Linked DNA regions of Sus scrofa: regions 2 and 3 are each linked to region 1. The links are chromatin contacts, called in public Hi-C maps. All regions are on one chromosome and are shown on one strand. The core of a region is the stretch at or near the end of the contact, and the rest is flanking DNA. Distances in the headings are between cores, read along the strand shown. Region 1 holds the start of RAP1A (ras-related protein Rap-1A). Region 2 overlaps TMIGD3 (transmembrane and immunoglobulin domain containing 3). Region 3 holds the start of ADORA3 (adenosine A3 receptor).

Region 1 (2,911 bases), core at 252-2,751:
CCAATTCAAAAATGCACCTGAATACATTCAGACACACCTCGTCCAAGCTCCCATGAACAGCCTCTCTGCTGACATCTGTGCTTCCCTGTTGTGTATTTTACACACATGAGCCATGGTAACTTTGAAAATTGTGAATCAGATGTGGTCATTCCTCTGCTCACCCTCCCATGGCTCTCTGCTGCTCTTGTGACAGCCCATGAGGCTCCACTGGACCTGACCTCTTCTTCCGCACCTCTCTCAGCCCAACTACTACTACTCTCTGGCTAGCTGATCACCCCAAGCCATTCTGGCCATTTGTTGTTCTTGCTACATGCTCGGCTGTTCCCAACTCTGAGCTTAAGGCCAGAGATTTTCTTTCAGCTTATAAGGTCTCCCCTATGCCTTCTCCCCTCCCACATATTTTCTAAGCCCACTCCTTCATATCATACACTATGGGCTCAAAGGTCTCCTCTGAGGGGCAATATCTGGCCATCTATAAAGTCACTCCATTCCTGGCTTTATTTTTCTTCACACCACTTATCACTTCCTGAACTTTTTTTTTTTTTTTTGGTTTTTTTTTGCCATTTCTTGGGCTGCTCCTGCGGCATATGGCGGTTCCCAGGCTAGGGGTCTAATCGGAGCTGTAGCCACCAGCCTACGCCAGAGCCACGCAACGTGGGATCCGAGCCGTGTCTGCAACCTACACCACAGGTCACGGCAACACCGGATCCTTAACCCACTTAGCAAGGCCAGGGACCGAACCCGCAACCTCATGGTTCCTAGTCGGATTCGTTAACCACTGCGCCACGACGGGAACTCCAAAAGAGATTTTTTTTTTTTTTTTTTTTAGTTTTTGGATTTTATAGAGCCGCAGATACATCGTATGGAAGTTCCCAGGCTGGGGGTCTAATTGGAGCTGTAGCTGCTGGCCTATGCCACAGCCACAGCAATGCCAGATCCCAGCCTTGTCTGTGACCTACCGCTCAGCTCATGGCAATGCCGCATCCTTAACCCACTGAGCGAGGCCAGGGATCGAACCTGCGTCCTCACCGTTACTAATCAGATTTGTTTCCCTGAACCAAGATGGGGACTCCACTTTCTGAAATTTTTGTTCTACTTGTTTGTTTCAGTCTCCTCTCTCCCACTAGAATGCAAGCTCTACGAGGGCCTTTACTTGCCAATGGCATTATTCCCTGTGCCTGTCACATATGAGATGTTCAATTAGTACTTATCAAAAGGTTGTATTCCGTCCAAAATTCTATTACTCCAGAATCTTCGGACTATTCCTCATTTCCTTTCCGCACCCAACCGCCCAAGGCAAAACCGTAACTCCCGCTCCTCTCCTCAGGTCATAACTCTCCCGGTTCGTAACTCTCGCATCCCTTCCTGCGCGGCCCCTTTAAGCGGACTCCGGAACGCCAAAAGGAAGGCGGGGCCGAAACCTTGCCGACGCCGACTCGGAGGGGCGGGGCGGGACTTGGGGGCGTGGCCTGCGTGCTGCGTGCGTGCGCGTTCTGGAGGCGCCGCCGCCGCTCTCGAGGCCGCTGCCGCCGCCGTCGCCGCGCAGAGCCGGAGCAGGAGCCACGGCCGAGTGGAGGGAGGAGGAGGAGGAGGAGGTGGAGGAGGCGCCGGACCGGGGGGGTGAGTGAGGGGCGGGGAGCCGGAGCCGGCCTCAGAAGGAGCGGGGGGCGCGGGTCGGCCGAGCCGGGGCTGAGGCGGCTCCTGTTGCCGGTCAGTCCCCTGGCTCCCCCTTCCTCCTCTGCGTTCCCTCGGTGTCCGGGGCGGCGGCCCGGGGCCTGGCCGGCGGGAGGGGCCAGGACTTGGGGAGGCCCGGCCGCCGCCGCCGGGGCCAGAGCCAACCACGCCCGCGGACCGAGCCGGTGGACTGTGGCTGGGCCTGCGGGAGAGGGACGGGAGGGGCCCGGGCCGGGTGTGGGAGAGAAAGAGGACATTGTGTCCCCCACCCTCCAACTCCCCGAGGTGTCATGGCACAAGCCTATTTCCCTCGCCATCTCCCCGGACACAGTGCCCTCGCCCCTCACTGCCCGAGGGAGGTAGAAGATTGGACATCGCTGCCTTTTTCTTCTTGCGTGTCCCCAGACTAGGGTCAGATCTTCCTTCAAACCCAGCTCACCCTTTGGGGGGCAAGCACAGAGGGGGTTGGAGGGTTGGGTGAATTTTCTGTTCCTCCCTCGTCTGCTGGAGAGGTGAGGGTAGACCGGAGCAGTGTCCTCTCTGTGTTCACTTGTCAGGGTTCGGGGTCCCCCGTTCCTTTATTCCCCCAGTGCGCAGGGCTGACATCTCTACGCCCCACTCCATTTCCCAGCCCCTTTCCCGCCCTCTTTGCCCAACGTCTTCCGTGGCATGCCATGTGTTCGCCTTTTCGGGCGTTGCTTTTCTTGGGTCTCTGCTTCTTTCCTGAATTTTATTAGTGCAGAGGTCACCGTGTGATTCTTGTCTTCCTTCAAACTGGGACTGGTAGGAGTGTCTTTTGCCCCCTGGTTCAGGAAGTTAAGGACAGCGTTTTCGGCTGAATTGTGTAACTTACTGCTGTGGGGAGAACTTGAGGGGAAGACACTTGTGCCTGAAAAGTGGAATCAGCTCACGGTGCTAAGAACCAGAGTTTAGGGGACCTTTTGACCTCTTGGAAAAAGAACTAGCGTCGAGGAGTTATGTATTCCTTTTGGGGAGGGAAAATGGTTTTGTCACTGCTTCGAAGGGAGGAAGGTAGAAGAAATGAAAGAGAATAACAGGGCAGGAGGTTAATGGGTCACAGCTGTACAGGTGGCCACAGTTTTCTGCTTCCTGGGTGTGAGATGATAATTCTTTCTGTTTTTAGCACAGTTAAGAGTGAAGTATCCGCTCTTAGTTTTAACGTGGGGCTCCTACCTTCAAAAGCATGCTGAAGGGCAGTCTCTAAAGGGATGCTGCT
Region 2 (3,212 bases), core at 68-2,567, 82 kb before region 1:
TCCCATGACCGGGAGCAGAAAGGGCTGAGCCCTCAGGGAAAGACGGTGTAGAACCTGGTGGGAAAGGAGCCTCCGAGAGCACAGGAGTGATGGGAGGATAAAAGACATACATGGACCAGCTCGTGAGTGTGCGCGTGTGCGTGTGCACACATGCGCGCGCATGGCCTCGATGCCGTGACATCTTCCCTCCTTCTCCGCCCCTATTTGCTCTCCCATCACTTTCTGCTCATCTAGGAGCCAGAGTATAAAGACAATGAACAGTCAAGACTCTCTAGAAGGAAAACACAACACAGCTGTCAGGAAACCCAGGGACCTGAATGTCAAGGGAACACCCAGCTCACAGGAAATTATAGTGTCAGGCTCTCAGGACTACATTCGGGAGCCTGGCTCGGCTCCCCATCAGCTTCATGGTTCAACCTTTCTGTCCCACGATTTCCCCATTTGTATTTCTTAATATATTTTTAGAGCCACACCCACAGCATATAAAAGTTCCCAGGCTAGGGGTCCAATGGAGCTACAGCTGCCAGCCTACACCCCAGCCACAGCAATGCAGGATCCGAGCCACATCTGCAACCTACACCACAGCTCTCAGAAACGCCGGATCCTTAACCCACTGAGCGAGGCCAGGGATCAAATCTGCCACCTCATGGTTCCTAGTCCGATTCGTTTCCGCTGCGCCATGACGGGAACTGCTGATTTCCTCATTTTTAAAATGACGAAGATAACATCCATTTTACCAAGTCATTTTGAGGCTGAAATGAATTAACCTTCGTCAAACACCCCCACCAGTGCCTGACACCAGAAAAGCTCTGAGTAAATGTCACCTATTATTATCATTGTATTTAAATGTACTCTACTCCCCCACCTCTAAACCCCAGTTTCCTTTTGTGTCAACTCCAGAAAGCTTCATCTGTTGAAAGAGAAACCGCAGAAAAACTATCACAGAGGTCTAGCAGAAGAAACAATTTATCATTTTTAGAAATTTTGCCGGAAGAGAGGGTCTGAGCCATTTCAGGGACCATCTGATTAGATCCTGCAAAGCAAGAGGCACAGAGATCCCTCTGGACTTTTGAAATCAGATGGGCATTTATTCAACACATTCCTGCACGGGGTAGTTTACAAGATGAAACTAACACGGCCAAGGGACCCAGCAATCCAGGAACTTCCCACTTAAAATGGTCATCAGAGGCAGGACTAATGTCAAGGTGAATTGAAGGTCAGGTCTTGAATGTTCCTTGTTTTACTGAAAGTCATGATTCACATACTCACTGAGGCTTCATGCTACTTGAAGGCTGATCACTCCTGGTCAGGATGTACTTGTTTTCTAGACGTTACCACATGAGACTGACTAGTATTTCCTTCTCCAGACCGATGTGTCCTGTGGGGTGTCTCCAAAAGAGGAGAATCAAAAAGGAATAAAAACGAGGCTGGCCGTGGAGCCATAGAAATCCAGCTGTCTTCTCCCAGCTTCTGGACACACAACGGCTTCATTGTGTATGGAGAAAAAAAAAAAAAAAAATGGAACTGAAGCTTTCCTGCAAGCATTTTTGAACTTGGACCTCCAGTGCATAGATTAGCAGAGCCAGCTCCCAGCCCAGGCACCCCCTCCTCTTCTCCTCTCCTCTCCATCTTTGCAAGAGAATTCAGTTCCATTTAAGTCCAAGGGACACGGCAAAAACAGCCCTCCAAACAGCACTTCCATTTTTGGCAATGGGATCCTTCAGACAGTGAGCAATAGCCCTTCAGCTCGCAGGCCCTTCAGATTCTGAACCTTGTACACGAGTTTCCTCTGCTCACTTCAGAGATGGGCCTAAAGAGGTGGGGTTCACTCTGCAGTCATTTTTTAAGGCAAAAAACCCACACATACCAGCAAAAGGAACGGAGTCACTGATTTTTAACACCAGAAGGACATTGTCCAGCACCAATCAACGCTCCCATTTTTCAGATGAAGAAACTGAGGCCCAAGAGGTTAACAACTCAAGCAGCACTTTGAGAGGCATCCCCAGGACAAACCATCTTAGGACACTGGAGAGGCTACAAGCCACGCCCTCGTCACCCTATTTACTTGCATTATTAACTTGCTATTAACACATACGAGTCAATTGTTTTATCGTCAGTCCTGTACTCAGGAAAAGGAAGCAAAACTTAACACTATAAGAGTTCATAGGGGCTGGTTATTTTTCTTTTCCCTGAATTCACCACATCTCTCATACACCTCATCCCTGGCCATGAAATAATAAAGCATTCTTTTTGTCACTTTGGTTCAAACTTTTAGTCACGGTCATGACTTTTTGACGCACCGAGCGCTGTTAATTATTCCTTTGAATGGTTCGTCTATCTCTCAGCGGACATTTATCATCTGCTGTGAGCCAAGAACTATCCCTTTCCACCGGGATACCTTCCTTTGCTCTGTGTTCCTTCTGTCCTCACCGCAATCCCAGGTTTTATCCCCTTCCAACTGATTAGCATTTGCAAGAACGACCGGGCTGCCTCCAGACCAACTTCTCTGTCTCCAACATGTCAAGACTGATGAATTTCCCTTGAACGATTCCTGGTCCTGCTGGCCTTCGGCTCCTCGGCCTACAGCTGCTTTCTTCCTATTATGCGCCAACGCAGGTCCGATTTCTTCCCCCTGGTTTTCACACTTTCCTGTAATCACCTTAGCGCTCCCAATATATTTCCCCACTATTCTCACCTAACTCTTCCTGAACTGATGAGATGTCACGCATCCTTCAAGGCCTGGGGTCAACTTCCCTCTACTCTCTGAAAAGTTCCTCTGCCCCACATCAGAATATCGACTCCCTCTCCGACCTCCCTGGACACTCGGTGCTAGTACAAGCCAGCTTAGGTTGCTCTGTGGTTAGTTGTTCATCCGCTAGCTCCTTACCTGGACTCTGAGCTCTCTGAACACAGGGACCATCCTTCTATGTCGAATTCCAACGTCCAGCAGAGCGTAGGTGCTCAGTAATGTCCCTCGGGGTATGAAGGAATAGCTCCTAGCATGGCACTGAGGCCTCCGCAGGTGCTGAGCACCTGAAGGTAAACCTGACGCCAGGGCTCAACACCCAGGGATGCAGACAGGGATGTAAATAGCAGTTATGACACCAAAACTGCGTTCATAAGAGCGCTGCTGTTTAAAGGGAAACTTCCCTTTTCGGGTAACCTAGGCCAAAGAGGCTCAAAGTCCAGGCCGCACTTTGAAAGTTGTCCCC
Region 3 (2,898 bases), core at 304-2,803, 100 kb before region 1:
TTGATCTTATGAGGCAGGTGCAATTATCATCCTCATTTTATCATTGAAAAAAAAAAAAATGAAACAGACCAGCTAAGCAGCTTGTACAAGCTAAGAGTGGTGGAGCTAAAACTGGAAAGAGGTAAGTCTATGTTCAGAGCAGTTTGACCACTATGCTGAGGAAGTGAGGCAGAAAAAGGTGAATAACTGGCCCAAGATCAGACCTCAAGATCTGGGATTTGAAGCCAAGTCGGTGGCTTCCTCACCATGCACTTCCCACAAGAGAAGAGGAGAGACAGAGACCAGTGCAGCTCAGGACATCTGGGGAATTCGGTTTCTCTATCTGGCAGTCTGTTCTGTTCACATGGGCACACGAGAGGTTGTTACTACTTTCTGCCATGGAGAACTTTTTGGGCTCCATTCTCAACATGGAAGAGGAAGCAAAGTTAAGATAGGTTTAAAATAACCTACATTTGCAAAGAGCAAAACCATCAGTTTATCTCTTCTTCTTCTCTGTCTGCTTATCTTATCATCTGGTATGTTTCTGTCATTTCTAAAAATCAAGAGCATTTTTCACTATTTAAAGATGCATCAAGCTTTTATCATCCTTAGCCCCCCCACCCCCCTGGGATTCGAGCACTTCACTCCCATAGTTGGTGCGCGGGGTGGGGGTGGAGATGGGGGTGGTGCGGTCAGAGTGTCCTCTGCTTTCTAGTTCCTGAGCCTCAGCTCGTCCTTGCTAAACCCTCATCACACACCAAGCGGGGAGAAGAACCTCTTTCAAGCTCAGAGGCCAGTTTGGATTGGTTTCCACTCAAAAAGTCCAGGATCTGAACGTTGTAACCCCCTTCCCCAGGCACCCCTCGCACTGCTGCACGGCACCCCTCTTCAACCTAGTTACCTGACCGTGAGCTTGACCCGCAGGTATCGGTCCACGGCAATGGCTAGCAAGGACATGATGGAGGCGTGGGTGAAGATCAGCAGCAGGCAGGTCATGAGAAGGCAGCTATAAAAGTGGATCGTGACACCCAGGCTGACGACGATGGCCAAAGGCATGACCAGCACCCCAACAGCGATGTCAGCCAGGGCAAGGGAGACAATGAAATAGAAGGTGGTGGTCTTCAGGCTGGGGTTCAGCTTGACCACCCAGATGACCAGCACGTTGCCCACTATGGCGCAGAGCCCGATGAGAATCTCCACAGTGATGTAGGCCACACTGGCCAATGACACAGCAGTGCTGTTGACCAGCATCTTGCTCTCCAAGAGGAGCCTCCCAGGGGACAGATGTGCCCGCAGGATCCGCGTGGACCAGGGAGCCTAGCTCTTGCCCGACATCTTGCCAGAGTCCAGGGGCAGCAGCTGCAGTCCAGAACTCACCACTGGCCCATTCCTTCTCTGCGCTGGTGGAACCCCCTCTCTTGAAAGAGAGCCCATCACCGGGCCATCACTTCCAGCCCCGACATGGGCTACACGTCCCCGAGTTCCCAGAAGCCTGGAGGACAGTTCTGTGTGGGCCGAATGTGAAAGTGCCACGGCTCTCAGTTCCCCCACCTCCAGAGGGCTACTCGAGCTCCATCGAGATAAGCAGTGCTCTTCAGTGCTGTTTCAGGAAGTGAGATGGGCCAAGAGGAAGCCCAGAGCCAGGAGCCCTCGGCGAGAAGATGGAAAGAACGGGGTCGGGGTGGGGGGGGGATGTGTGTGGCATGAAGGAGGCTCAGCCTTCATTTACTCGGGGACCGGATAAGAATGTCACACTGGGTGGGAGAGGGGCTGGAGCACTGACTATGTCATGTTCTCGTTTTCTGCTAGCTTAGCAGAAAGATCCCGTGATAAGGACGTAAACAGAACATGCAGAGGAACAAGAAGTGGACATTGGTGGCAGGCTCTTAACCTCAGCCAGAATGGGCTGTTTCTGAGTGCAAGCTACAGACTGACAATCTGTGTCTACTCGAAGCTCACACGTTGAAATCTGCCCCTCAAGGTCAAGGCATTTGGAAGTGGGAGCTTTGGGAGGTTACAGGGTCATAAAAGGTCTTCATGAATGAGATTAGTGTCCCTTTAAGAGAGACCCACAGAGCTTTCTTGCCCCTTCCACCATCTATGTACAGGAAGTGGGCTCACACCAGACACGGGTTCTGCTGGGGACTTATCTTGGACTTCCCAACTTCCAGAGCTATAAGTAATAAATGTCTCTTGTTTCTAAGCCACTTAGTGTTGGGTATTTGGTTATATCAGCCCAGATGGATGACACAGTGCATAACGGCAAGTGCTGAGAATTCACCCACATGAATTGACCCTTCCCGGGGCACAGCTGGAACCCAGGCTTTGGATCAAAGATCTTTCGCCAAAGGGACAAATTAAGATGCCCTGTTTGGATGAGCAAAATGTGAACACCTCCCGTGAGCATCACATCTTTGGCGCCTCATCTCCCCTTCTCAGCCCACACACCCAGCACGCCCTCACGCTAGCAACCAGACCGTGTCAAAGCTATGTGAGGGACAAGAGGACAACAGGATGACCAGCCACACAGAAAGGAAGGAAGGGGCAACAGGTGCACATAATCGGGGCACACCTCCTGCCCTCCTGCCCCGAGCCCCGCCCTGCAGGAACAGCTGTCTGTCTGGGAATCTGACCCTCTCCCCGAAGCTGCTCACCTGGTCTCAACTGCTGGGAATGAGACCCTGGAATGCAGTTGTGTTGCAGGGTCCCTGAGGGTCACGTGCTTCTCAGTGCTGCCCCTCGAAGAGTTATTGAGAGAGACAGCCAAAGCAACAGTGGCACCCTAGCTCACACAGTGGACGGAAGAGTTTATAATATTGACGTTAAGCACCAATCTATGTACAGCCCAAAATAAAGTTTGACAATCATGCGAGTGCTGCTCTGGTGTTTCAAACAAATGCTTCTCAGCGGGTACTGGCA

What was found. Hi-C and Micro-C count contacts between places; a contact is called where the count stands out from the background.
Region 2: a Hi-C map of alveolar macrophages shows a contact between it and region 1, with 1.8 times the contacts expected there. The contact joins the enhancer-like site here to the promoter of RAP1A in region 1. A contact is called at or near these places in 1 of 5 promoter capture datasets (liver), 4 of 47 Hi-C or Micro-C datasets (alveolar macrophages, brain, epiblast stem cells and 1 more) and 2 of 2 datasets of contacts at active chromatin or transcription factors (alveolar macrophages and skeletal muscle).
Region 3: a contact with region 1 is called in a Hi-C map of blood, with 1.9 times the contacts expected there. The contact joins the promoter of ADORA3 here to the promoter of RAP1A in region 1. A contact is called at or near these places in 1 of 5 promoter capture datasets (liver), 3 of 47 Hi-C or Micro-C datasets (blood, brain and epiblast stem cells) and 2 of 2 datasets of contacts at active chromatin or transcription factors (alveolar macrophages and skeletal muscle).

The regions. Positions count from the first base shown.
Region 1 is chr4:108,749,542-108,752,452 of Sscrofa11.1, reverse strand. RAP1A (ras-related protein Rap-1A) reads left to right here and starts at 1,501. Exons shown (of 8, transcript XM_021090035.1): 1 at 1,501-1,620.
Region 2 is chr4:108,831,261-108,834,472 of Sscrofa11.1, reverse strand. The region is part of intron 2 of TMIGD3 (transmembrane and immunoglobulin domain containing 3); the gene reads right to left. Among named protein-coding and RNA genes, the nearest start is that of TMIGD3, 18 kb to the right of the region's middle. Within about 2 kb of position 1,317, at least 30 of the 83 cell types and tissues checked have an H3K27ac peak or open chromatin away from gene starts, as enhancers often do. A contact at or near this core is called in alveolar macrophages and liver, where this site is marked.
Region 3 is chr4:108,852,955-108,855,852 of Sscrofa11.1, reverse strand. It overlaps ADORA3 (adenosine A3 receptor), which reads right to left and starts at 1,553. Exons shown (of 2, transcript NM_001243435.2): 1 at 881-1,553. The coding sequence starts at 1,230. All of the region lies in intron 2 of TMIGD3 (transmembrane and immunoglobulin domain containing 3), which reads right to left.